Regions from separate parts of the Mus musculus genome. Here regions 2, 3, 4, 5, 6 and 7 are each linked to region 1. Evidence: chromatin contacts called from public HiCAR-type and promoter capture Hi-C data. All regions are on one chromosome and are shown on one strand. Each heading gives the region's core, a stretch centred on a gene start, on an enhancer-like site or on the middle of the called end of the contact. The rest is flanking DNA. Distances are from core to core; before and after follow the strand shown.

Region 1 (3,329 bases), core at 302-2,801:
TGGCCTTGTTGGATATCAATGGGAGGATCGACCCTTGGTCTTGAGGGTGTTCAATGCCCCATTGTAGGGGAATGCCAAGGCTGGAATGCAGGAGTGAGTAGGTGGTTGGGGGAGCACCTTCATAGAGGCAGGGGGAGGGGGATAAGATAGGAGGTTTCTGGAGAGTAAACCTGGAAAGGGGGTAACATTTGAAATGTAAATAAAGAAAATATCCAATAAAAGAGAAAGAAAAAGAAAGACTGAATGGGTATAAAAATGCAACTACTCAGAAAGTGTCCAAAAAACACACAGGGAAGGAAAAAGAGAAAAATAAATAGGTTAAAGTAAATATGAAAAAAATATGGGTGTATGCCTTTAAATAGTAACAATCAGAAAGAGTCAGACATCACTAGTAGTGGGAAGTGACAGGGATAATCAAACATGGCTGGAGTATTAACTATCTAAGCAGAGAAAATAACTATAGATAAAGAGAAATATTATGTGGGAAGATGGTCATATACCGAAAGGACACTATTTCAGTCTTTCATGCACACTATGTGCACATAACAGTCTTTCCAATTCAAGCAGGAGAGCTTCCAGAATGGAGTGGAAAAACATGCAGACTTCCTGTGGAGCTGGAGACACCTTTCCCAGGGGTTGAAAAAGTTAGTAGGTGAACATTCAGCAAGGACTTACAGGACAAACAAAGATCAATAAGAAAACTGATTACTTGTAGAAAACTCCAATCAAGAGAAAAACACATTTTGTTTTCTTTACAAGCGCTTTAACAAACTAAGATGAGGTACCACTTCTGTACCCATTTCTGAAATTGAAAGGGATTATTTATCTAGATTTATTATCATTCCGTTAATATGCCATGGTTTAAAGACTTAAAATCACATACAGGGAGTTCTCTGACCCTAACAGAATAACAATGAGAGCAAAGCCCTTCATACAAGAGTAAATAAAAATCTCCAACTATTTGAAAATCGAACAGCTTATATCTTAAAGGAGGACTCACACAGGTTCTGAGTTCTGGATATCAGGTTGTGATCACCAGTCTTTGAACCTGGTCTTCTGTTCTAGTCTCAGTAAGTCCCCTGTTCCTGTAGCTCAGGATTAAGTCAGGACAGACAAAGCAAGACACCCGCACCCCTTCCTACCGGCTGGATTGAGAGGTGGGGCTGCCCAAAGTCCAACTGGAATATGTTGCCCACGAAAGGCAGACCCCAAGGCCCTGGGGGATAGTTCTTGGGGCGCCGGTTTTTGAAGTAATCAGCCAGAAGCAGGAAGGTGACTGCAGCCACCAACAGAGTCCTGGGATGGAGCGCTGCCCAGATCGTGGCTAACAAGGAGCCGGTAGCAGCGAGCATGGCTAGGACTGCAGCTGGTTCGTCTGAGGAATGAAGGTCTGAGCTGCGGCAAGTCCCAGGTGCTAACAACAAGGGCACCCTTCTAAAACCGGTCCCCTCAGTCCCTCCCTATCCCTTTCTGTCCACTCCCCTTTGCTCCTCTGGTTTCCTCCCTGGAGCTGGGCTCTCGCAGGAAGTGACAAAGCTTCTGAGAGTAGTTTCCAATCTGCTGGAACCGGAGAACAGGAGAACCCCTGATCACGTGCACAGAGCTCTTCTCTCCGCCCCTTAGAGCTTTTACCCATTCCTTCCCAAACTTCCCTCCCATGCCCTGCCATGCTTTGCTCTGCCCTGCAGATGCCCAGACTGCTTCTATAGTGGCTAGGTCCTTGGCACTGAGTTCCCACAAGAACATGTAGAAAATACAGTTTTAAAAGGCACCAGTAGATAGTAAAAAGTGAAACCAGGAAATCTCAAGGGGTCCCCACCCTAGAAAAATTATTACAGGCAACTAAAGGCTACTGAAAGGGAGATTTAGTCTTCCCCAGACAGGAGCCTTCTGTTTTTCAATACTAAGTGTCCAGCCCTGAACCCATATACATTTATATTCATGTGATATATATGTATATATAATCAATTAAAGAGGCCATCAATTTGAGAGGAAGTAAGTGGGGAGACAAGGGCAGGATTGGAGGGAAGAAAGGGAAGAGGGTGAAAGGGTGTAATTATATTGTAATAAAAATTTAAAATAATAATTGAGCAGGGAGTGGTGGCACACACCTTTAATCCCAGCACTCTGTAGGCAGAGGGATGCAAATCTCTGTTAGTTCAAGGCCAACCTGGTTTACATAATGAGTTTCAGGACAGGTAGAACTACTTAGTGAGACACTGTCACAAAAAACTCCAGCAGCAGCAGCAGCAGCAGCAGCAGCAGCAGCAGCAGCAGCAGCAGCAGCAACAACAACAACACTAATAGTAATACTAAAAGGCAGTCTAAGATAGATTGTTTTTCAGTCAATAAGTCTTTCCCTCTGAGGAGACAATTGTGGTGGTAAGGTTTGTGATTTGCATGAACCCCAGAAAGCATCACGGACATCTGGGAGCCTGTTCTATAAGCAAACTTTCCCAGTGACTGCAATGTACCTGAGAAACCAAGCTAATCCTAGTAACAGAGTGGCAGGCAACATCGTCACCTCCTTGCAACAGATCACTTTGTTTTAACAGAGCTGTGCTTCGTGCGCCCAGGAATGTTTAATGAACACTTGTTGGAAAAACACTTTTGTCCTGATCATTGTTATTACTATTTTTATTATTGTGGTTCTGGGGACTTAACTTAGAGACCTATAACAGGGCTATTTATTGTAAAAGTAACTGTTTGTTTGTTTGTTTGTTTGTTTGTTTGTTTTTTCAAGACAGGGTTTCTCTGTGTACCCTGGCTGTCCTGGAACTCACTCTGTTGACCAGGCTGGCCTCGAACTTAGAAATCTGCCTGCCTCTGCCTCCCAAGTGCTGGGATTAAAGGCATGTGCCACCACAGCCTGGCATAAAAGTAACTTGTTTGCCAGATTTAATTGTCATCTTGCAGGCTTACTGCTGAACAAATTCACACTTTCTACCTCATTCTTTTTGTTGTAATGTTTTCTTTTATTTTTGCTTGGGAAATTCCTCCTATATTTATAAACAAACAGGCATGTAAAATCACAGTAAATGACAGAATTCATTCATTTTATCTAACTCAGAAAAAATATATCTTCTCAGAAAATTGGTTTGCAATGCATTTTGCATCAAGTACCACACTGTCTTCATACAGCTAAATTTTGTTGAAAGGAATAGAGAAGCTGGAAGCTTAAGTGGTGAGGCACTTTGTAAGTATGATACATAAATTTGGGTGTTTACAAACACATTTTTAAATAAGGAAATATTCAACATCTTTTTTCAAGCATATGCTTATTGCTATTTATGTGGCAATAAGTGTCTTCAAGTATGTACAGAACCTAA
Region 2 (3,329 bases), core at 336-2,835, 1.9 Mb before region 1:
TCAGCTAGCACTAGTGTGCTATGGCAGTATTGGGAATGCAGAGTACCCATGTGTTTAAGAACCAAAGCCTTAGTGAAACATGAGATGCAGCGTGGGTGAGTGTTGCAGGACACACCTGATTCATTACAATTTGTTTCTAATTTAACTTTTGTTCACTGTGTATTCAGAATTGTAAATTTGAGGGGAAACCCCCACATTGCGTTAAAGCCCACAAGAGTTCATAATCTATAGTTTAAGACGATGAGGTCATCAGACAGAAAAGAACCTGACACAATGTACACTTAAAATACTCAGTTATTTGATGAAGGCCAAGTAAGTTCCTATAAACAACAACAACAGCAACAACAAAATCTTGGACTGTGGATGTTGCCCAGTGGTACAGTGCCTGGCATCCAGTACCACACACACACACACACACACACACACACACACACACACACACAAACCAAAACAATCAAGCAAAGACAAAATGAAAATGACCAAAGTCAAATAAAATCGATTCCTTCCCTCTGGAAGCTGAGAGGCTATTAAATGAGATGCTCTGTTCTGTATTATTTTCATCACATAAAAGATACAGGAACACTGCTCAAAGGATTTATAGGAAATTAGTCTATTTAAAATTGGGTCATGAACACCTGTCCTGCCAGTTTGAACTGTTACATCTATCAGAGTTCTTAAATGGAAGGCACAGAAACTGTAAACTAAAATCAGAAAAATCAATGTATTAAACTTTATTAAGAAGCTGGGTATGATGGTCCAAGTTTTTAACTCCAGTATTTAGGAGAGTCAGAAAGATCCATATAACCAGGCTGGTCTACATAACGAGTTCCCAGGATAGGCAGGGCTACAAAGACAGTCTAAAATTAAAACAAAAACAAAACAAATACCCCCCCCCCCAAAAAAAAAAACGTAATTAGGCAATCTGGCAGAACAGGCTACAAGTTTTTTGACAAAAATATTGCAGCTTGCTGTTGATACACCTTCAGTCTTAAAACCTGGATATAGTTGCTGAGGCTGGCATCTCTGCTTAAATAGATCCCTGCTGTGTTCCTTAGGGCTCTCATTCAGTTTCTGGGTTCGATTGGAACTAGCAAGCAATGAACTTAGATTCCACTGTTTCGGACTACTGGAGGAACCAATGCAATCACTCAGTTTTATGGAGAGGAGATGGCCAGGGTAAGTTAAACGTTTAGTTATGAAATAAACAAAAAACTAAATTCGCACCAGGAGTAGTTCCAATGAGATACTTAACACTCTGAGCTACTCAGTGATTTAAAAGACAGAGCGCTTGTTTTAAAACAAATTCTCTTAAGGACACTCAAACCACTTTACATAGTCTTTCTCACAAACTTAGGCTTAAAAGAAAGGGGGGGTGGGAAACTCTGGTACCAAAGAAAGAGTAAAGACTTATTTCAGTAAAGTGTGCAATGAGTTGGGAAAGGGATAAGAGAAGAGTAAAGGAAGGAGGGAGGGAAGAAACTGTTCTCAAATCTCGCGAGACTTCCCCACCCCCACTTTAAGTACCGGAATCTGAGGCGCAGCGCAGGCCAATCACGAGGAGCGTTTTCCGCGCGGTGACCGTTGCTAGGATACGCGGCGTCGCTGCGGGGTGGGGGGGACTCTGAGGCCTGGCTCCCTGTCTCTGCTCTGGTGAGCGGTGAAACGCGGGGTTGGCGCTCGCGTTGACTCCTCAGAAAGAAGTTCATGTCGCGGGGACCTAGCGGCACCCCAGTCGCACCAGGCAAGGTGAGAAATCTCAGCTCGTTTGCCTTTTCCCTGCGTGGGTTAAGGTTCTGTGGCCACTTTTGACTCTCTCCAAACGGAACAAACTCGAATTCGTGGACTCTTGGCTGGTTCTATAACTTGGGGTCGGAGGCTCGGCCTGGGAAGTTCCACACTACGCCTGGACCGAAAGGATGCTCCAACCCTGGGAAGGAGGGGAAGGATACGGACGCCTCAGAAAAGTCTCTGCTCTGAAGGAAGGGGCGATCAGCCGGCTACAGGGGAAGGACGTAGCATCGTTCGGTTAATACAAGTCAGAATGGTTGGGCCAGGGAGGATAAGGGTAGTAATAACAAGGAAAACAAAACAATGTGATGTTTTCCATGTAAGAACCGAACTTAACAACAACTGCAAAATAAGGACTCCTGGCCACACTTTTGTTTTAGAGACGAGAAATCACATCCCAAAGGGCATTGTGTGCCAAGTTTATGTAGTGATTACTATCAGAGGTAGACTGTATCCTTAATCCTTGTAGGATCAGAGAATGTGTGAATTCTGGCCTCCCTCTGCCATGATAAGAATATGGATCGAAGAACTCCAGAGTTAGGGGTGTATTTGTTATGAGAGCCCACCTCCCGTTTCTCTTAACACAAGTGGGACTACATAAATTAGTCGTTTTCTCAGTTAACAGGAAAGCTAGAGGATTACTGGGGTTCTTTGTTGTTGTTGTTTTGTTTTGTTTTTTAACTACTTTTGAGTTTTGACTATAGGACTTTTCCTTGCAAAAATACTGTTGTTGTCTCTTTGTTGTTCAAAACCATAGGGATATGGTGCTACTTGGAATAGAAAAATGCTAAGGTTGACCTTTTCCCCCCCTTCTTGAAGAGATAATGGTGTGTATGTCCAAATGGAAAATTTCAGTCAACAAGTGAACATTCGGAATTGGTGCCTGGTTTGAATGATAAAACTGTAGATATTTATGAGTTCTTACTACAGTTGGAACTAAATGGTGCGGAAATTGTAGAAGTCGTTGCAAAGAAAAGCCAAGGCGCTGAGCTTTAGGTGTAGAACACTTTCATGGATGTTTTGTTTGCAGTCATAGTGACTGCTTCCCTCCTCCCATCGCATGCATGTACCACCATACCTGATTTATTATTTTTTTTAATTTTTTTATTACGTATTTTCCTCAATTACATTTCCAATGCTATCCCAAAAGTCCCCCACACCCCCCCCCCCCACTCCCCTACCCACCCACTCCCATTTTTTGGCCCTGGCGTTCCCCTGTACTGGGGCATATAAAGTTTGCCTGACCAATGGGCCTCTCTTTCCAGTGATGGCCGACTAGGCCATCTTTTGATACATATGCAGCTAGAGTCAAGAGCTCTGGGGTACTGCTGATTTATTTTTAAAATTAAAATTATAAGTCAAGTTAGGCATATATATCTTCCCAAAAAGTTTATCTTTTTTAAAAAAAAGACATATTTTTTTTTCTCTTAGTGGTGCTGGAGAATGGTTGGGGTAATACTATTTTCTTTACCACTGAACTACCTTCTGAGCCCAAATATAGCAAATTTTTGTAATTGGGAATGCCTTTGTATTGGAGGGTA
Region 3 (3,329 bases), core at 210-2,709, 1.8 Mb after region 1:
GGTAAGAGCACCCGACTGCTCTTCCGAAGGTCCGGAGTTCAAATCCCAGCAACCACATGGTGGCTCACAACCATCTGTAACAAGATCTGACGCCCTCTTCTGGAGTGTCTGAAGACAGCTACAGTGTACTTACATATAATAAATAAATAAATCCTTAAAAACATATCAGAGACTTAATGTGTGTGAAAATTGTTCAGATTTGTGGCTTGTTGCTTGTGGTGGAGGGGGACTATCACCAACAGAATGACACACAGAGCAGTTTAACTTCTGCAAAATGAAACAAATTACAGAGAGAGTACTGTTAGGAATTGACTCTTGAGAGTGTTTCCGTGATAAGATATGAATCTTGCCAACTGAAGCACTCTGAGGAACTAACATGATTTTTCTCATGGTATCTTTCAACTTGGATTTCAATATTTTCTCCATATGCAGCTTTAGCATTCTACAATTGCTTTTCTTACATTCTAGGAGTGGGGTGTTTTGACAGTGGGGACATTTAATTTTTTTATGTTCAGTTGGTTTAGGAAAGCTTTCACCAGGCCTTTGTAGGAAACCTAACTTGTGTTCCTGGGAATTTTGGGGTGTCCCGGCAGAGTTGCTACATGTCACCAAGGGAATTGGTGTACTTCCCTCTTGGAGTTCATAGTATTGTTATTGAAAGAATTTGAGGATGGGCTCTGAAGGAAGCTTGAGGACAGTTTTATTAGAGTGTAAAAGAAAAAATCGCAAGGAGAGCCAGCTGTAGACCCAGGCGGCTGCCCAGAGGAGTCAGATGGAGAAGAGAAGAATTCCTACTGTTAGACTGAGTCATGGAGTCCAGCCACACAGTCTTGTGACAAAAAGGGGAGGGGGGGCCTCCAGAGAAAGAGTAAGAACCCTAAAATACAGAAAAGGCATTTTTAGGCTTTGGCCAGCATACAAAGAAAAAAGAAGGGAGGGACAGGAAAAAACTGTGCCTCTGAGTGGTGCTTAGGAGGGCAGACCTAACAGAGCTTCATGGCATTCGGGATAGTTATTCCTCCTATCTCTTCAGGATGGATTAAGGAGGATCAAGCCTTCCTGAGTCTGCTCCCTAAACGAGATGATTGATCTCCCAACTGGAATGTTAAGTCTCCACCCAGGCCAGAGATGCCATTCCCCTGAGCAGAGCAAATAGCTTTCCCTTAATGGGCCCTTAATGCCACTGTAACACTTGTTTGTTTTGCGTGACAGCCTATACAGAGTTCTGGTGGCAGCCTCCACCACTCTTTGGTTTGGATTCTGTTTATTATTTAACGAGTACCTAGTAAATGTTGAGCTTTGAGGACAAAGGGACCAGGATAAATCCTGACCCCTGGCTCTGAAGGGAGTGGACTTTTTTTTTTAAGAACTTCATTAAGACTTTATATGTAATATTATATTAAGCTCATGGATATTTTTCAAGCTTCCTGGTTCAGTGAGCTCTGGAGTTGTGAATCACCCAGGTGTAAAGGTCCAGTTGAAATGCGCACTTCAGTGAGTGCCTGTGCTTTCCCAGCAAGATAGCCAGTGACCTTACTTCCCAAAATCCCAGATAGATGAGCAGATGTTTGTTAGTAGGAAATTGAAGTCTCATGAGCCAACAGAAGTCTGAAAAGTGTTGGCCGTTTTTGGCCTTAATTTTTCTTGGATTTTTTTTTTTGTCCCCCTGAGATAGGGTCTTACTGTGTAGCCCAGGCTGTCCTCAAACTTGAATCCTCCTGTCTTGGCCTCCCGAGTGCTGGGATTACAGGTATGTGGTACCACATCTGACACTTTTACCACTGTTCTATAATTATAAAATTAGTACTTGTTTTTGTGTATTTTTATTGTAGTGGAGAGAATAAAACTTGAGAGTCTCACATGCTATTCTACCACTGAACTAAAATCTTAAGTCCGTATTTTTTTTTAATAAAAATTCAAACAACCCCAAAATCTATAAAGTAAAAGAGACTAATTTTTGTTATTATTTTTCTCTGGTGTTGGGGATTGAATCCAGGCTCTCATGCATACACGCTCTACCACTGAGTTCTAACCTCAGTCCTCAAAGGCTAACTTTTATATTCCTCTTTTCTATTTTCTGGAAGCAATAACTATTGCTTCCTAAATTTTTTTTTCTAGAAAATTCCCCAGTGCACACGTTTCTGTCTTACAGAAGTATGAAAATAACCCAAATATCCCTTAAGTGCTGCGTTTCACAACACTTGTGCATGTTGTACAGTTTTCCTGTTTTATACAAAGGGTAGATTTCCCAGCATGCTCAGTTCTTACATGGATTCAAGATGTCACTCAATTCCAACTGTACCTGTTTCAGGAGTGAGATGCAGATAGCTGTCTGCTGGAGGAGCCCTAGCCAGCAGGTAAATGTCACTTCCCCTCACTTGACGGAACACTGCCAACATGCTTGAAGTGTCGATATAGGAAACCACTCCTGAGTGCATTTTTACAGCCTCTTACTGAAATTCTTATTGTCCATCGAAGTAAAATTCAGTCTCAGAACACGCTTATTTTGAATAGCAAGTGGTTTGTTGGTAAGCAAATGGTTTTGATGCCAGGAATATGTTCCCTTGAGCAGGAGAGAATAATGAAATGCAAAGAATATTTGCTGGCCATTAGAGATGTCATGTAGAACCACAAATCTCTCAGATTTAGAGAAGATTTATCCTCTAGTTCATTGTAGTCAGGATCATATAGCCTGCCCTGTTGAATTAGGTTTTTAATCACATGGTAACCAAACATGACCTGCAGGTGCATAGTTATGGCTTTTAAGAAGATATGATGGAGCTAGGCATGTAGGTGGACTGTATAGTGTGAGCTTAGTGTGCACAAGGGTCTGATCCACCACACTGGGGTGGTCCAGAGTCCTAGACTCTGGTGATGATCTGCTTCTAATAATTGCCTTGAAAATATGTGCTTTTAAGTCCATGAAGACACTTTTTTATTTTTAAAGCACCATACTTAAAAAAAAAAAACCTGGAAAATTCTGATATATATATATATATATATATATATATATATATATATATATCCACATATACATATATATATATATATAAATTTTTTTTTCTAAATAAAGTTTGTCTGTCTTTCCTTCCTTCTTTCTTTTTACATTTGTTTTTCCATGCTTACTTTAGTTATGCTTACTTTAGTTTTATTTTTATGTATTTCCTTTCAGATTGGGTCTTGCTGGCCTGGAACTCAAGGAAAACTTCTCTGTCTTGGAAGCCTTTTTTTCATAAACTTTTCTTTACTTGGGTAAACAAAAGTGTCTCTGTCTCCTGTTTCGCAGCCAGCCATGCCCATGACTCTATGGATTCTCAGACTGTGCCTGA
Region 4 (3,329 bases), core at 279-2,778, 1.8 Mb after region 1:
AACTCCCTGCATAATGGGGTTGGCAAAGCAAATTAGAGGTAATCTGTGCAAATCTAATGCATGCTCTCCTTAACTCACAGATCTCTCTCTCTCTCTCTCTCTCTCTCTCTCTAAGTCAGGGTTTCTCTGTTTCTCCTGGCTGTCCTGGAACTCACTCTGTAGACCAGGCTGGCCTCAAACTCAGAAATCTGCCTGCCTCTGCCTCCCGAGTGCTGGGATTAAAGGCTTGGGCCACCACTGCCTGGCAGATTCTCTTAATTGTAAGATTTTTCTTAAGACTCTTTCTTGCTTCTGCAGGTTTGAGGATCTGTACACAAATGTCTGAGGCACTGTGTCAGTACCCAAAGTTTTGTTCAAACATAGTTTTTTGAGTATAACACGAATTTCACCTTGTTGCTCTGCGGTGCGCTAATGTAATAAGACAGTTCACCCATTCCTAAATCAGATTTCTCATCTGTAAATAAACACCCAACGAAACTGTTGTGGTAATTAAATTAGCATAAATGCTCCCTTAAGTTGGTAGTCACTGGTATAAGTATGTTTTAGACTTAAATTATTTGCTCATTCAAAAGCCCCCACCCCTAACTATGGCCAGTTGATGGCTGCTAAGTTAGAGAGTCATAGGTTTAAGTCCCAGGTAAGGCAACCATGCTTCAGCGAATAGCCCCATACCACTGTAGATATGAACAGCACATATCTGACTCCCTGTGTTAGTTTTCTTTTTTTTTTTTAAGTGTGTGTGGTAGGGGTCGAGGTTAAGGGGGAGTGGGAGGGAAGACAATGTAGAAGGAGTTTGAGGTTGAATATGATCAAAATCCACTGGGTGAAATTCTCACAAAGAACTAATACAAATATTACATTTTAAAACATCCAAGAGGATCTCTAATTTTAAAACATAATAATAAGTTGTCTAAAATCACAAAGTGAAGCCATCTGAGGATGGCTGTAGGTGATATATGTTACGTTAATGACAAGTGAGACACATGCATTGGTTCACTAGTAATTACTTGTCTCCCTCAACACCTGCAAACTTTCAGGAACGCGTCGAACAATTTTCGCATCTTTTGTGTCTGGGACACAACCTAGATGTGTGTGTGTGTGTGTGTGTGTGTGAGTAAGTGGGCAAGCCGGTAAAATCCATGGTCAATCGGAGAAGGAAGTGCCAACCACTGATCGGTCCAGGGAAAGCCCACGGTGCTCGCCCTTCGTCCCCACAGCCCTCCTCACCTCCCGGGGTCCAATGGTCACTAGAGCCACAGCGGAGGCCACGGTCCCCATCCCACAGCCCGGGGTCCAGCTGACCGCCTGAGAACGGCGGCTTTCCGGAGGATATTGTCCCACCCTGAGGTCCTCACACTTGGGTGTCTCCTCGCCCCCGACAGCGCCAGAGGCAGCAGCCCCACAGTGTCCCGCGGCGACCGTCACGAGCCACAGGGTGCGGAGAAGGCCCGGAGGCCCCGCCGCTGGGGAAGCCCGACCCGCGGGCCAGGCGGCCGCCATGTTGGGCACCGCGTCCTCGCGCTTCCGGTTCCGCCTCCTAGAGAAGGAAGGGCCTTAAAGGGGCCTGGCAACCGTGGCGCAGCTTAGGGCTTCTAAAGGCTACTCCCTAGGATAACTTGGCACAGCTACATCAGCGAGGTTTTCGAGGGTTGTTGTTGTTGTTGTTTAAATATGTTCGCTTGTTATCTTTGAGCAGGGACCATCTTAATCTCTGTATCGTTCCAATTTTAGTATATGTACTGCCAAAGCAAGCATGGAAACTTTAATAATAATAATAATAATAATAATAATAATAATAAAAACATGCCCATGTCCCAGGGAGACTGCTCAGAGTGTAAAGGCACTTGTTCCGGAGCCTGAAAATTATTTAAATTCAATCCCTGGAACCCACATGATGGAAAAAAAAAAACGGATTTTCACATACACACACACTTTTTAAAAAACTGAATAATTATATAAAAAAATACACGTTTGGGAGTCTTCTCTAGTAGCTTCCCTGAGAACCCTCACAAGGAGACAGAAACTGCTCCTTCTGATGAGCCCCAGCTCCTGGTGGGCACCAGTGTTGATCCTGGAGGCTCTAAAGGATGAGGGTTTCCCTAGGGTTGGAAGAATTTAGATTTAGACTATCTAGAAGTGACCCAAGTGCAATTCTAGATTGCTGTAGACATTATATAGTGGACAAGTGTTCGAGGACAGAATATTGGGCTGAAGAGATGGCTTAGGAGTTGAGAACACTTGCTGGTCTTACAGAGAACCAGGTTAGGTTCCTAGCACCCATGTATTGGCTAAAGCCCTGTAATTCCAGTTCCAGATTGAAGGTCCCCTTCTAGCCTTCTCAAGCTCTATGCACATATTTGGCTCCATGGGTAAAATCCTTTGTTGCTCTGCCTGACAAATGAATTCAATCCCTGGGACCCACAAGGTGGAAATAGCAGACAAAACACTCACATGCATAAAATAAAAATAAATATTGAAAAAGACAGAATATCAGTTATACATCTTACACAATGATAAAAGAACCTTTCCACTTAACTACTACTTGGACTCAGAATGTTCTAGTGATTTTTTAAAATACAACATAAACCCAAAGGACTAAAGGAAGCAATTCTGTGCCTCAGGATTATTGAAATTATGATAGAATTAGATGGTTTCCTGCTGAGTGCAAGAATACTGCTGATCTGTGTATCAATTTTAATACAGATTTAAAACAATTACTTAGAACTGCTGATGCTTTGCTGATTAATCCCATTACTGGATCTATTTTATGGCTTTAGTGATTATCTTTATTCTCTTCCACAATATGTAAATTTAAAAGAATTAAAAGGATTCTGTAAGACAGCAATGAAACTATAAAACTTTTGACTCCTGAGCTGGGATAGTGGTAGAGTTGCCTAGCAAGCACAAGTCCCTGGACATAGTCCCCTGCATCCCATGGACAGAAAATTGACTCTTGAATTGATGATGTATTAAAGTATTGATGATGTGTCACTTCCTCTTACAAGCCTCTTACGTCTGTAATAAAGTAACTTCTCTGTTTTGCAGTCTCATGATCACATAAATTACCATGATCACATAGCTGCTACATTATTTAAATTTGATAGAAACTTAAGCCTCATTTTTTATTTTCATTCTTCTCTCATAGATTGCATTTCAACTAGTTTCCCTCCCCTCCCCAGTCTTCTCTCTTTCTCTCTCCCCAACCCCCCCCCTCTCTCTCACACACACACACACACACACACACATCCTGCCCCTGCTCTGCCTCCTCTCAGAAAAGAGGAGGCCTTCCAGAGACTTCAACCAAACACAGCATAACAAACTACAATAAA
Region 5 (3,329 bases), core at 256-2,755, 1.8 Mb before region 1:
GTGGTTGCAGGCTGGCTATAATATCTAAGTTTCAGTTAGTAAGGGCTGCATAATGAAACACTGTCTTAAACACAAAACCAAAACCCATGAAGGAGATACTATTGCCATTTAAAAGTCTCTGGAATGGAAATAGCTATCATAATCTTACCTCTGAGCCAGTGTCTGCCCTCAGGTGTGCCTGAGGACTGAACAGGGCTATGCACTCCTCAGGTTGGAAACATTACTAGTCCTCAGTGTCTGCTCTTGACCTGTTAACAGCTGAGTCAGGGTCTGCCCTCAGCTGTGCCTGAGGACAGAGCTGAGCTATCTACCCCTGCAGATTGGAAGCATTACAGGCACTCAAGATCAGCCCTGAAGTGATAAAACCTAAGGCAGAAATCCACCAAGACTAGCAGTGCCTCCGTGTCTCTTCCTGTGGCTGGTGGGAAAGGGAGGGGCAGTCCTTCCTTGATGCAAGGTCGTGTGTCTAGTGGCATGCTTGCTTCATTCCCAGTGAGAGCAAGTGATCACCTGGGTAAGGAAGGTTCAGGTGCCTGAGCTTGCTGGAGAATTCATCACTCATCCATCACTCTGCTCCTGTAGACATAATCACTTCTGTTGGGTCTTTATAGAGATGATTTATAACTTTGTTGTTTATAGTTTTTATGAATGTGTGTATTCATTTAGGTCACATGGGAGGTGCACATTTTCAGGTGTCTGTCTTTCCATCACACGGGCTTTGAATTAAACTCAGTCTTGGTTTTACCGGCTGAGCCATCTCACCTGCCTGATTATTTAAAAATCTCCGGAGTAATCCAAGAGTGTGGTTTATGATTGTAGTATCAACACTCGGGAGGCTGAGGGAGCATCGTTATCATGAGCTCCAGGCTAGTTCCAGGCTTGCCTAAGCTGTAGAGCAAGTCACTCTCTTAAAAAGTGCCTCTCCCATATTTTTGTATATAATTTGCATCTGAAATTCTGTTTGCCAATAACTATGAAATTATTCACATTACTAAAATCTTCCTGTGCCAAGTTCTCCAACGAATTAGATCACACTCAGATGAAATGCTAATAAAAATTAAAGCTGTAGCCAGTAGCATGCGTATATTTGGGCTCAGGGCCAACAGGCAGGCGATCTGGGTGTAAGAAAATAGGCTAATGGCTGTGGAATCTGGTCTCTAGTGGCTCCGCTGAGAGCTGACCTCAACCACGCTCCCTCAAATTGATTGCCTTCCAGGTTATGATTTCTCATCACAGGAAACTTTGTTGCCCAATTCAAACCCTGTGAGTGAAAACAAAAACAGGAGAGCAAGTGCTGCTCCCCGTGCCCCAAAGCCCCTTCTGTCAGGGATCCCAAATGCACCCCAGAGAACAGCTTAGCCTGCAAGGGCTGGTCCTCATCGCATACCATACATAGGTGGAGGGCTTGTTATTCAATTCCTGGCCTATGAGAGGATACCCCTATTGTTCCTGAAAATGCTGACCAGGACCTTACTTGTAACAAAGATCCCTCTGCCCCACAATCCAGTTAAGGCAGGAGCAGGAGCCGGAGCAGGAGCAGAAGATAAGCCTTGGATGAAGGGCAAGATGGATAGGGCTCGCTCTGCCCCAAGCCCTGCTGATACCAAGTGCCTTTAAGATACAGCCTTTCCCATCCTAATCTGCAAAGGAAACAGGAAAAAGGAACTTAACCCTCCCTGTGCTCAGACAGAAATGAGACTGTTACCGCCTGCTTCTGTGGTGTTTCTCCTTGCCGCCAACTTGTAAACAAGAGCGAGTGGACCATGCGAGCGGGAAGTCGCAAAGTTGTGAGTTGTTGAAAGCTTCCCAGGGACTCATGCTCATCTGTGGACGCTGGATGGGGAGATCTGGGGAAGTATGGACTCTTTAGCCGGCTTAGTTCTCTGTGGAGTCAGCTTGCTCCTTTATGGTAAGTTTTGGCTTGATGTTTATTTGTGTGTGTGTGTCATGTTTTAACAACAGTGACTTCTCGCCATTCTCTCTCTCACCAAACCTTCGATTTGGTGACCCTGACACTGCTTTTCTGAGACTCTCCAGTTTACACATGGCAACGGTTTTGAAGTTCAGATTCCAGCGGCACCAGCTGGGTTTTCTAGCCATCTCTTGTAGACAGATGCTGCCTCCTGGGTTGCACGGTCTCTCCCAGGACTGAGTAAGTCACCTTATTTGAAGGGATCTGGTTTTTTTTTTTGTTTGTTTGTTTTTTGTTTTTTGTTTTGTTTTGTTTTTTTTTTTGGAGTATTCTTTCTTGCCTCTCATTCTGGTGTTTTCTTATCCATAACAACAAATTTGGGTTGTAATCACTTTAAAGAAAGACTTCAATGATTTTTTTTTTTTTTTTTGGTAGAAACAAAATTCTTACCTAGCCATGTACAAAAACGTCATTGTTAACTAAAAACAAGACCACTTTTCTGTAAAGATTGTGTATCTCCATGCTTTTTAATTTCAGTAGTCCAGTTAAGGGCTTTTCGTCTTTTAGGTAGGGGTCCAGGAGTTAGGGCTATGCCACTGACTTTAATTTTTTGATGTTTCACATAAAGATTAGCCCTAGCAAGCTAACTAAAATGTAGTCAATTACCAAGCTCACCGGATTCAGTATTTTGCCAAGTCCTGTAGTGGCACCTCTAGAGAGGGCAGCCAGGATGAGCTTGGGTTCTGTATGTGTATCACAGGCTCTACACAGTGGGGTGCCTTGTAACTCACTCAGCATAGGTAAACCATGCTAGGAGAAACATGGGGACCCAAACTGCAGATCACAGACACATTATCATTGCCATAGGATTCCCCGAATTGGTTTGGAAGTATTCTAATTATTATGATAAAAATGTAATTGACACAGGAGATGAATTTGGGAAAATTTATCAAACTTAATGGTGAGGCTATATATAGTATAGCATTTGATACAAAGAAATACTTTTGATGTTACTTTTATATTTTTCTATATGTTTAAATATTTTGTTAAGTATTCAAAAAAATTTAACCCAGTAAAGTATGATAATTGTGTGCAATTTCTCATGTAACTTTTCAATTTGATTTCAACAACCAACATATCAGAAATTTAATAATATTTAAGAGTAATGTAAATTGCTGAAAGAGTATCTAAGATGGTGCCAATTACTTATGTAGTAACTTACTTATAATTAACATAACAGCATAATATATTGCTGTAAATTTGGATTCGTCTTTATATTAATGTAGAGACAGGTTGATGTCTTTGTTACTATGTACTTTTAAATAATAATTATGGTTCCTCACTTTCATCTTGCTTTCCACAAGTCACACTGATCAGCGTTATAGAATATGGGACTGATTTTACACCAGAGACTATA
Region 6 (3,329 bases), core at 215-2,714, 1.8 Mb after region 1:
AGGAAGTGATAATGACTTGGAACACAGCAGGGCTGAGGACCAGTGAAGAGATCTGAGGGTCTCCAAGAGGTGACATGACTTGAAGACTAAATGTGGGAAGTTGGAGGAGAAGGCTCTCAAGCCCATCTCCAGGTTTCTAGCTTAAGCAAGTGAGTGAATCAAGTCTGCTGACTACAACTTGTTTCTCTAACCCTTAAGTTACATACATTAGAGCCCACGCAGATGCCTGAAACCTTCTCGGGTCGCAGGTCTTCCTTGAGTGCTGCTCCTGTGCACACGCTGGGGTACAGGAGTTTTCATCTGTGTGCTCATCAAACCTTCATTAGTAGAAGACTCTCCCTGAACTATGGAAAAGTCACGTGTGAACACAACCTTAAGTTTTTCCTTTCCACTCTGCAGACATACTTAGAGATGCCTGCCAATGGAGCAAGAACTGGAGAAAAACAAGCTGGCCCTTTGGGATCATTTAAGAACCAGGTGTGTTTCCTTATCATCACATAGAGTTTCCCGGGCATCTTTGGTGTGCAGGCTAGGAGATAAATAAAGATACATTCCTGGCCTGAGCAAAGAATATATTCTCTCAGGGGATAAAGGGGAGGAAGGGAGAGAAGGGGGAAGAGAAAGGAAAGGAGAGTGGAGATTGGGGGAAGGAGAGAGAGGAAAAGAGAGGGAGGTAGGGAGTGGAGAGGAGGGGTGGAGAAAGGGAGAGGGAGGAAGGGAGAGGGAGAGAGAGATCAGCACAGCACAGCACAGCACAGCAGGTATGTCAAGCAACTTTGTCCCATTTAACTTAAGGCAGGATTACTGACTACAGAGGTACCCAAGCACAGGCACAGCCATGAAAGACTGGAGAGGGTGTGTTTGAAAGACGTCTTTAAAGAGACCAAACGTTTGCTAATCAGAGAAGAGGAGGAGGAGGAATTCTAAGAGCGGGCAACAGCCCTGGGAAAAGCAGAGAGGTAGCTGGGTACTGAGGGTCAAGCCCCCAGGGAAGAGCAGAAGGTCCTGAATCCAGGCTGGGAACGAAAATGTGACTTCCGGTTCTCTTCTGGAACCTGTTAAACTCTTACCAGTGTGCAGAGGATACTCAACACCTGCCCTAGAAAGTTCTAGTTTTGAGACTCAAATACAGATAAACAAGGGATCCCTAACTGCAACCATGGTCTCATGAGCTCTGTGTTTATCTCCTGGGGTTGGGAGCACCTCTCTCTCCAGATCCATTGCAAGTGGGCACTTGACCACTCCTAGAACTCAGATCTTCTAGAGGGCCCAAAAGATGTGGCAATGGGTTCTTGTGGGCTGGTGAGTGCCGACAAGAGAAGGACTGTAGAATTTAATCTCAGTCGGCAAAGCAGTACCATTGCTCTGGTGTGACAGTGACCTCCACCAGAAAACAAAGAACGAAAGCGTGTGTGTGTGTGTGTGTGTGTGTGTGTGTGTGTGTGTGTGTGTGTGTGTGTACGTGTGCGTGTCCTTTAATTTTTAATAGCTATTCAGACAGTCCTTGGAGAGGGAATTGGCAGGTTCAGCGGGAGGCTACTCCCCCACCTGTCTCCAGGCACTGCAGACACAGCTGCTGCGGAAGGAGACAGTCAAAGCTTCCAAGGAAAGAAATGGTGCGGAGAGCTGGGGGTGGGAGGAGGGCGCCTTTCACACAAGCCCACTGGGGACTGGGCCTGTCTAGCAACTGCAAAAACAAGCCAAGAGGACACAGTCGGGCTCTATACAACTTCATGTTAAGTAAAATCCATTCAAGAGCCAGCTCAAGAGCCGCTTCAAAATCATTGGGGTTTTTTTTGTTTTGGTTTGGTTTTTGTTTTTTAATGGGAGAGCAAGGTAACCAGAGCTTTGGTGAGGCCATGGTCAGGTTTTGCTGCTTGAATCAAGAGGAGCCCTGAGGATTTACGCGCTGTCCTAAGACTTGAAACCGAGTACACAAGACACAAAACTTCCCCGTACAGTGCCTAGCAATGTCTTTATCTGTACTCCCCTAGGCTGAAAGGACACACAAGGTTGGGTTAAAGTTCAACTCCCAAAGAAAAGGAGGAAGGGGGGTTGGGGGGAGGACAGAACGAGAGAAACAGCGGAGTCTAAGAGACGGGGAGGAGGAAAGACTGGGGTGGGGACGACAGAGAGAATAGCAGCCCGGGCCAGATTTCAACTGTCCTGATGCAAATGTTAGCAATTCTACGGTGGCCGGGGGCTCGCTGCTCCCCCAAAGTAAAGCAGCAATTAGAAAAGGGGAAGAGGCCGTTTTAGAAGATGAAAACTAAAGCAAGGAGGTATTTTTGGTATCGTTTTAATCACAAAATAGCATGAATGTGGTCTGTGCCTGCGTGCTACACAAACGTCGATTTCAATACAACTGAACGCTAGTTTGAAAATTTCCATTTTTGTAATTTGCTTCCCTTTGTTAGGCCAAGATTTGAGAGAAACCTGGCAGCGTCCCCAAGCCTGGCACGGGATCGCCTCAGACGCACTCGGCTGCTCCGGAGGCGGAGCGCGAAGCATCGGACCCGGCGGGCGGAGCCAAGCCAGCGGGGCGCAGCGCAACGCCTTCCGCCAGGGCGTCTGCCGCCACCTACCGGCGACCAGGCAAGCGTCAGTGCGACCCCAAAGCAAGCTGCTGTGAGCTGGCTGGACCTGGTCCCAGCCACTAGCAACAGCATTTCCAACAAAGGCCACCCGTCTTAGCCTACCCAGCTCAGAAACTCCTGTCTAAGTGCTCTGCCCTAGGAGTTGATCTAACTGCTTTATGTAAACCCAACCTGAGGACGAAGGCAGTCTGTGATCCCAGTATACGCTCAGCGAAGAGTGTGTGCTCCCACAACAGTAGCGTGAATGAACATATGAATGAATGAACCAACCTATTTAAAAAAAACAACAACAACAACAACTTTCAGATATATTTATGTTTGTCAGACATTTTGTTGGTGGCTAGTAAAGTCTACAATAACTGTGTGTATCCCCTCTCCAATGTGTGCAGCAGTAATGTACAACTGCCAAATTCATCCCATAGCCTCCCTTTACAGTTGCGTAAAGACGGGTTCCTGAACGTTAAGTGCTTTTTCCTATGTCAGTTTGCTGGTCATAGACCTAGTTCAGACCTACATTTTATTGACGTGTTTGGTATTTATTTTGTAAGGAAAGAGAATCATTTCATCTTTCTGTAAGCTAGCCTGCCCTGACACATATTCTTAGCCGACTGGCTAAAGGAGGTAGCTGGCTCCACCAACTACCTATGGTTGATCCCTGAGCTTCTGTCCCAGATTTCTTCTCTCAGCCAAAGCAGCTGCTCATACACTTTCGTTCCAAAAATCAAGTGTTGC
Region 7 (3,329 bases), core at 373-2,872, 1.6 Mb before region 1:
TAAAGGACAGACCAAAAGGGCCAGATAGCCAAAATGGCTGAATTATATAGAGAAGGGCAGCTGGGGGAAGGGCAGACTAACTTCAGGGCTAAAGAAAATAGGGTAGGAGGCAGGGTATGCCAGCCATACCCTGCAACAGGCAAGACTGAAGGATGCTTTAAGAACCTGGAGGCCAGTTCCACTGTAATACAGCACCTCAGGTAATCATTTGTCTCTCCTTTGAGACCTAACATACGAGGTTAACATTACAACATGCCACCAGTAGTCTCAAGTGTCAAGAAAATGGTACAAGAAAAAGGGATGAAAAACTAAACACAACCAGGAAAGTTAAAACGAACCCTTGAGAGAGGCACAGAGCCAATGCTTTCAGGTGACGGTCACTGAACACCAGGTGAATTCCTTTATGAACTCCAAACTGCCCTCGCCCACTGAGGTCACCGATTCTCAAACATCACAAGCACTTGCTCAAGTCTGATATATCACACTGGTGTAGAGTTATTGCTATCTCAGGCTATCCACGTAACTTTTGAACTTTTGAGAAAATATTTATGTGAAGTTAACTACCCCTCATTTTCATCACATTTTAAGAACTCACTGGCTATTTTAAAATGCTTCTTATTCTGGTGCCTTATAGAGGAGGACTGGCAGTCTACAGTGGAGCAGCCCTCCTGTCAAATGAACTATATGGGCTGAAAATGGAGCAGTACTAGTAATAGTATGTACTTCAGCAGAATTCTAACGAAGTCGCTGACAAGTTACAAGTAATGTACCTGGCTTCTACAGGAGGTCCTATCTGGCCCCCATTACTTAAAAGGAGGGATACCGCGTCCTCCTAAAGGCACGTGTCAAATCAGGTTCAGTTTAAAATCACACTGCCCGTCCTTGCAGGCACTGGCATGACACCCCTAACTGGGTCTTCACTACATTATCCTAACACAGCAAAGAAAACATCTGCCGAGCATTCTCCATATGCTAAAACATCTCTCAGAATTATTTCATTCGATGCTTACAACAGTAAGATCGACAAGTGATTCTTGGTTTCCAAGCAAGCGGAGCCTTGCTTGGAAATGCCTCAAATGCCTTGATCACGGTCAGAGTGACAGTAAACAGGAAGAGCAAAAGCAAAAGGCAAACATGACTTGTCCAACTCTAAAATCTGGATCCTTTAGGGTAAGCTGCCTTTCCCCCAAGTTTTCAACAACTTGCTCTGAGAAGGAGGAATCAAACGACTGGACCAGGTCGCTAGCGGGCGCAGGACTAAATTAGACGCCAGTGTTCAAGATGCTGTGAGGCGCCTGAGACAGCGCGAATGCAGGTAGGAATCCGAATTAAACACTGTCCATCGCAGCCCAGAAAGTGGAGATAAACAGTGCAACCTGGGGCACCGGGTCCACTCCCGGACCCGGCCGACTTCCGGCTGGGAGCACCCCGGGTCCCGACGCCGTCCACACGGACCCTCGGCCAACCGCATCCTCCGACCCTTGCCTAGCACAGCCCGGCCCGCAGGACCCCGCTCCGCGCCTCACCCCGGCTGTGCAGCCGCCGCAACATCTCCTTCCACATCCACATCCGCCTCCTCCGCCTCCATGACTGCACCTGACGCAGGCGTACTCGCGAGATCCCGCGAGATGCGGCGGGGCGGGACCGGGGGCGGGCCCAGGGCCGGAGGCGGGGCCTTGGCGTGGCGCACTTCCGGGGAACTCCGGCGAGTAAGACCAGGAGACTGCGTGAAAGCTGCTTCCCCAAGGACCGCATGGGTTATCTCACTTCTCTCACGTCTTACGTGGGCTAACTCACAGCAGATCTTTTTCCATTCAGGCGAGAGACCCTGCTTTGTGGCATCCATTGTCTCTGGTTCATTTTCGCACACACACACACGCGCGCGCGCGCCTACCCGCCCCGCCCGCCACCGTGAATTATTAGAATGACCCAGTGGAATGGATGCAGGTTTCACGGATTTTATTTTATGGATAAGTAAATAGACTCAGAAAACTGACGTGATTGTTCAAACAGAGAGCTTGGTAGATTGATCTTTTAAACTCTGCCCTGAGTGTTTGCCATATACATACAAATCATTGCTGGGAATCTGTGAAGCAAAGAACTTAACGGTTTTCCAAGAAATCAGAGTCTTGCTTCTGCATTTTTCTGCCCTCAAATCTGTCTCTCATACAGTTAGAATCCATGACTCATTGTCTTCTCGATCAGACTGTGACTTCTTTAAGGATAAAACCTGTCTGGTAGTCCTTACACTGCCTGCGTTCAGCACAGTGTCTCACGTAGTAGAAGCTGTGTTGGACAGGTAAGTGTATTGGGAACCAGCAAAATAAACCTGATTTGTTGTTGTTTTGTTTTGATTTTTTGAAATAGGGTTTCTCTGTATAGCCCTGGCTGTTCTGGAACTCACTCTGTTGACCAGGCTGGCCTTGAACTCAGAAATCCACCTGCCTCTGCCTCCCAAGTGCTGGGATTAAAGGCATGCGCCACCACGCCCCGCAAAATAAACTTGTTCTTTTTTTTTTTTTTAAGTACTACCATGTCGTTTTCAGGCTTCATTTAATCATAGGGGTAAACTAAATTCAAGGTCCCAGGCCCTGGGGGAGCTTCTGTTGTAAGGAGACAGCTATTTGAGCCCAGCCATCTCAGAGACAACTTAGAAGGAGACAATTGTCTGCGTCCAGTCATCTCAGGGAAAGTTGTAAGGAGACAGCAGTTTGAGTCCAGCCATCTCAAGGACACTCTCCAGCTTGCTGTAGGGTCAAACTAAGTTCTTGTTCCCAGGCCCAGGAACCAGCTCCTATTCTGATTGGTGGAAATTCGCATGCTCAACCCTTTATGGTCAAAATATGATTGGCCGAAGCTACAGCCTACCCTGCTTGCCCTCCCTTACTTTATGGTTTCATCCTTTAAATATGCTATGTAATTCCCCTAAAAAGTCACTCTCCGGACTCTGTTCTATGTTCTCCGGCCTTGGTCGATCAGTAGCAGCTTGAATACAATACATCATTCACTTGATGTATGAGTTATGTTGGATCTATGCGGACCCCATAATAAGTGAACGAAACAATAAAACGAGCTTACTTCACACCTCAGCCTGAGAGTGTGATGGCAGGAGAGGCAGAAGAATTTTGTAAAATGAGGGCCCCGTGCTTTAGGAACTGAATAGTGTGTTTTACTTTTCAGGGCAACCTGGAACCATGGTGTTTATTTGTTTGCGCATTGTCAGAGGACTCATCTAGTAATCAATGCTAACAGCTTGCCTGACAGAGCATAGGCACTTAAAGGTGCCTGTTGGATTTAATCGGGAAATGCAAAATAGAAACACCAGTCTC

The links. Promoter capture Hi-C pulls out the DNA fragments that hold promoters and counts their contacts. HiCAR-type assays count read pairs that join an accessible place to other places.
Region 2: a contact with region 1 is called in a HiCAR-type map of astrocytes, with 4 times the contacts expected there. The contact joins the promoter of Ift74 here to the promoter of Cyp2j6 in region 1. A contact is called at or near these places in 1 of 39 promoter capture datasets (hippocampal neurons) and 1 of 115 datasets of contacts at active chromatin or transcription factors (astrocytes).
Region 3: a promoter capture Hi-C map of liver shows a contact between it and region 1, with 3 times the contacts expected there. The contact joins the enhancer-like site here to the promoter of Cyp2j6 in region 1. A contact is called at or near these places in 5 of 39 promoter capture datasets (the 3T3-L1 cell line, embryonic stem cells, hippocampal neurons and 1 more) and 1 of 115 datasets of contacts at active chromatin or transcription factors (large pre-B cells).
Region 4: a contact with region 1 is called in a promoter capture Hi-C map of cranial neural crest. The contact joins the promoter of Tm2d1 here to the promoter of Cyp2j6 in region 1. A contact is called at or near these places in 6 of 39 promoter capture datasets (cranial neural crest, embryonic stem cells, frontonasal cranial neural crest and 2 more) and 2 of 115 datasets of contacts at active chromatin or transcription factors (astrocytes and large pre-B cells).
Region 5: a contact with region 1 is called in a promoter capture Hi-C map of cranial neural crest. The contact joins the promoter of Tek here to the promoter of Cyp2j6 in region 1. A contact is called at or near these places in 3 of 39 promoter capture datasets (cranial neural crest, hippocampal neurons and maxillary cranial neural crest).
Region 6: a contact with region 1 is called in a promoter capture Hi-C map of liver, with 4 times the contacts expected there. The contact joins the promoter of 0610025J13Rik here to the promoter of Cyp2j6 in region 1. A contact is called at or near these places in 4 of 39 promoter capture datasets (the 3T3-L1 cell line, hippocampal neurons, liver and 1 more).
Region 7: a contact with region 1 is called in a promoter capture Hi-C map of liver, with 3 times the contacts expected there. The contact joins the promoter of Mysm1 here to the promoter of Cyp2j6 in region 1. A contact is called at or near these places in 6 of 39 promoter capture datasets (the 3T3-L1 cell line, cranial neural crest, frontonasal cranial neural crest and 2 more).

What each region holds. Positions count from the first base shown.
Region 1 is chr4:96,552,100-96,555,428 of GRCm38.p6, forward strand. Cyp2j6 (cytochrome P450, family 2, subfamily j, polypeptide 6) reads right to left here and starts at 1,552. Exons shown (of 9, transcript NM_010008.4): 1 at 1,143-1,552. The coding sequence starts at 1,352.
Region 2 is chr4:94,612,906-94,616,234 of GRCm38.p6, forward strand. Ift74 (intraflagellar transport 74) reads left to right here and starts at 1,586. Exons shown (of 20, transcript NM_026319.3): 1 at 1,586-1,746.
Region 3 is chr4:98,400,307-98,403,635 of GRCm38.p6, forward strand. All of the region lies in intron 1 of Patj (PATJ, crumbs cell polarity complex component), which reads left to right. Among named protein-coding and RNA genes, the nearest start is that of Patj, 6.1 kb to the left of the region's middle. Within about 2 kb of position 1,460, at least 81 of the 459 cell types and tissues checked have an H3K27ac peak or open chromatin away from gene starts, as enhancers often do.
Region 4 is chr4:98,381,737-98,385,065 of GRCm38.p6, forward strand. It overlaps Tm2d1 (TM2 domain containing 1), which reads right to left and starts at 1,529. Exons shown (of 7, transcript NM_053157.2): 1 at 1,334-1,529. The coding sequence starts at 1,500.
Region 5 is chr4:94,737,784-94,741,112 of GRCm38.p6, forward strand. Tek (TEK receptor tyrosine kinase) reads left to right here and starts at 1,506. Exons shown (of 23, transcript NM_001290549.1): 1 at 1,506-1,909. The coding sequence starts at 1,858.
Region 6 is chr4:98,319,892-98,323,220 of GRCm38.p6, forward strand. It overlaps 0610025J13Rik (a long non-coding RNA gene), which reads left to right and starts at 1,465. Exons shown (of 3, transcript XR_376450.3): 1 at 1,465-1,616; 2 at 2,418-3,329.
Region 7 is chr4:94,977,478-94,980,806 of GRCm38.p6, forward strand. Mysm1 (myb-like, SWIRM and MPN domains 1) reads right to left here and starts at 1,623. Exons shown (of 20, transcript NM_177239.3): 1 at 1,527-1,623. The coding sequence starts at 1,588. It overlaps Gm12694 (a long non-coding RNA gene), which reads left to right and starts at 1,644. Exons shown (of 3, transcript XR_867913.3): 1 at 1,644-2,299; 2 at 3,181-3,329.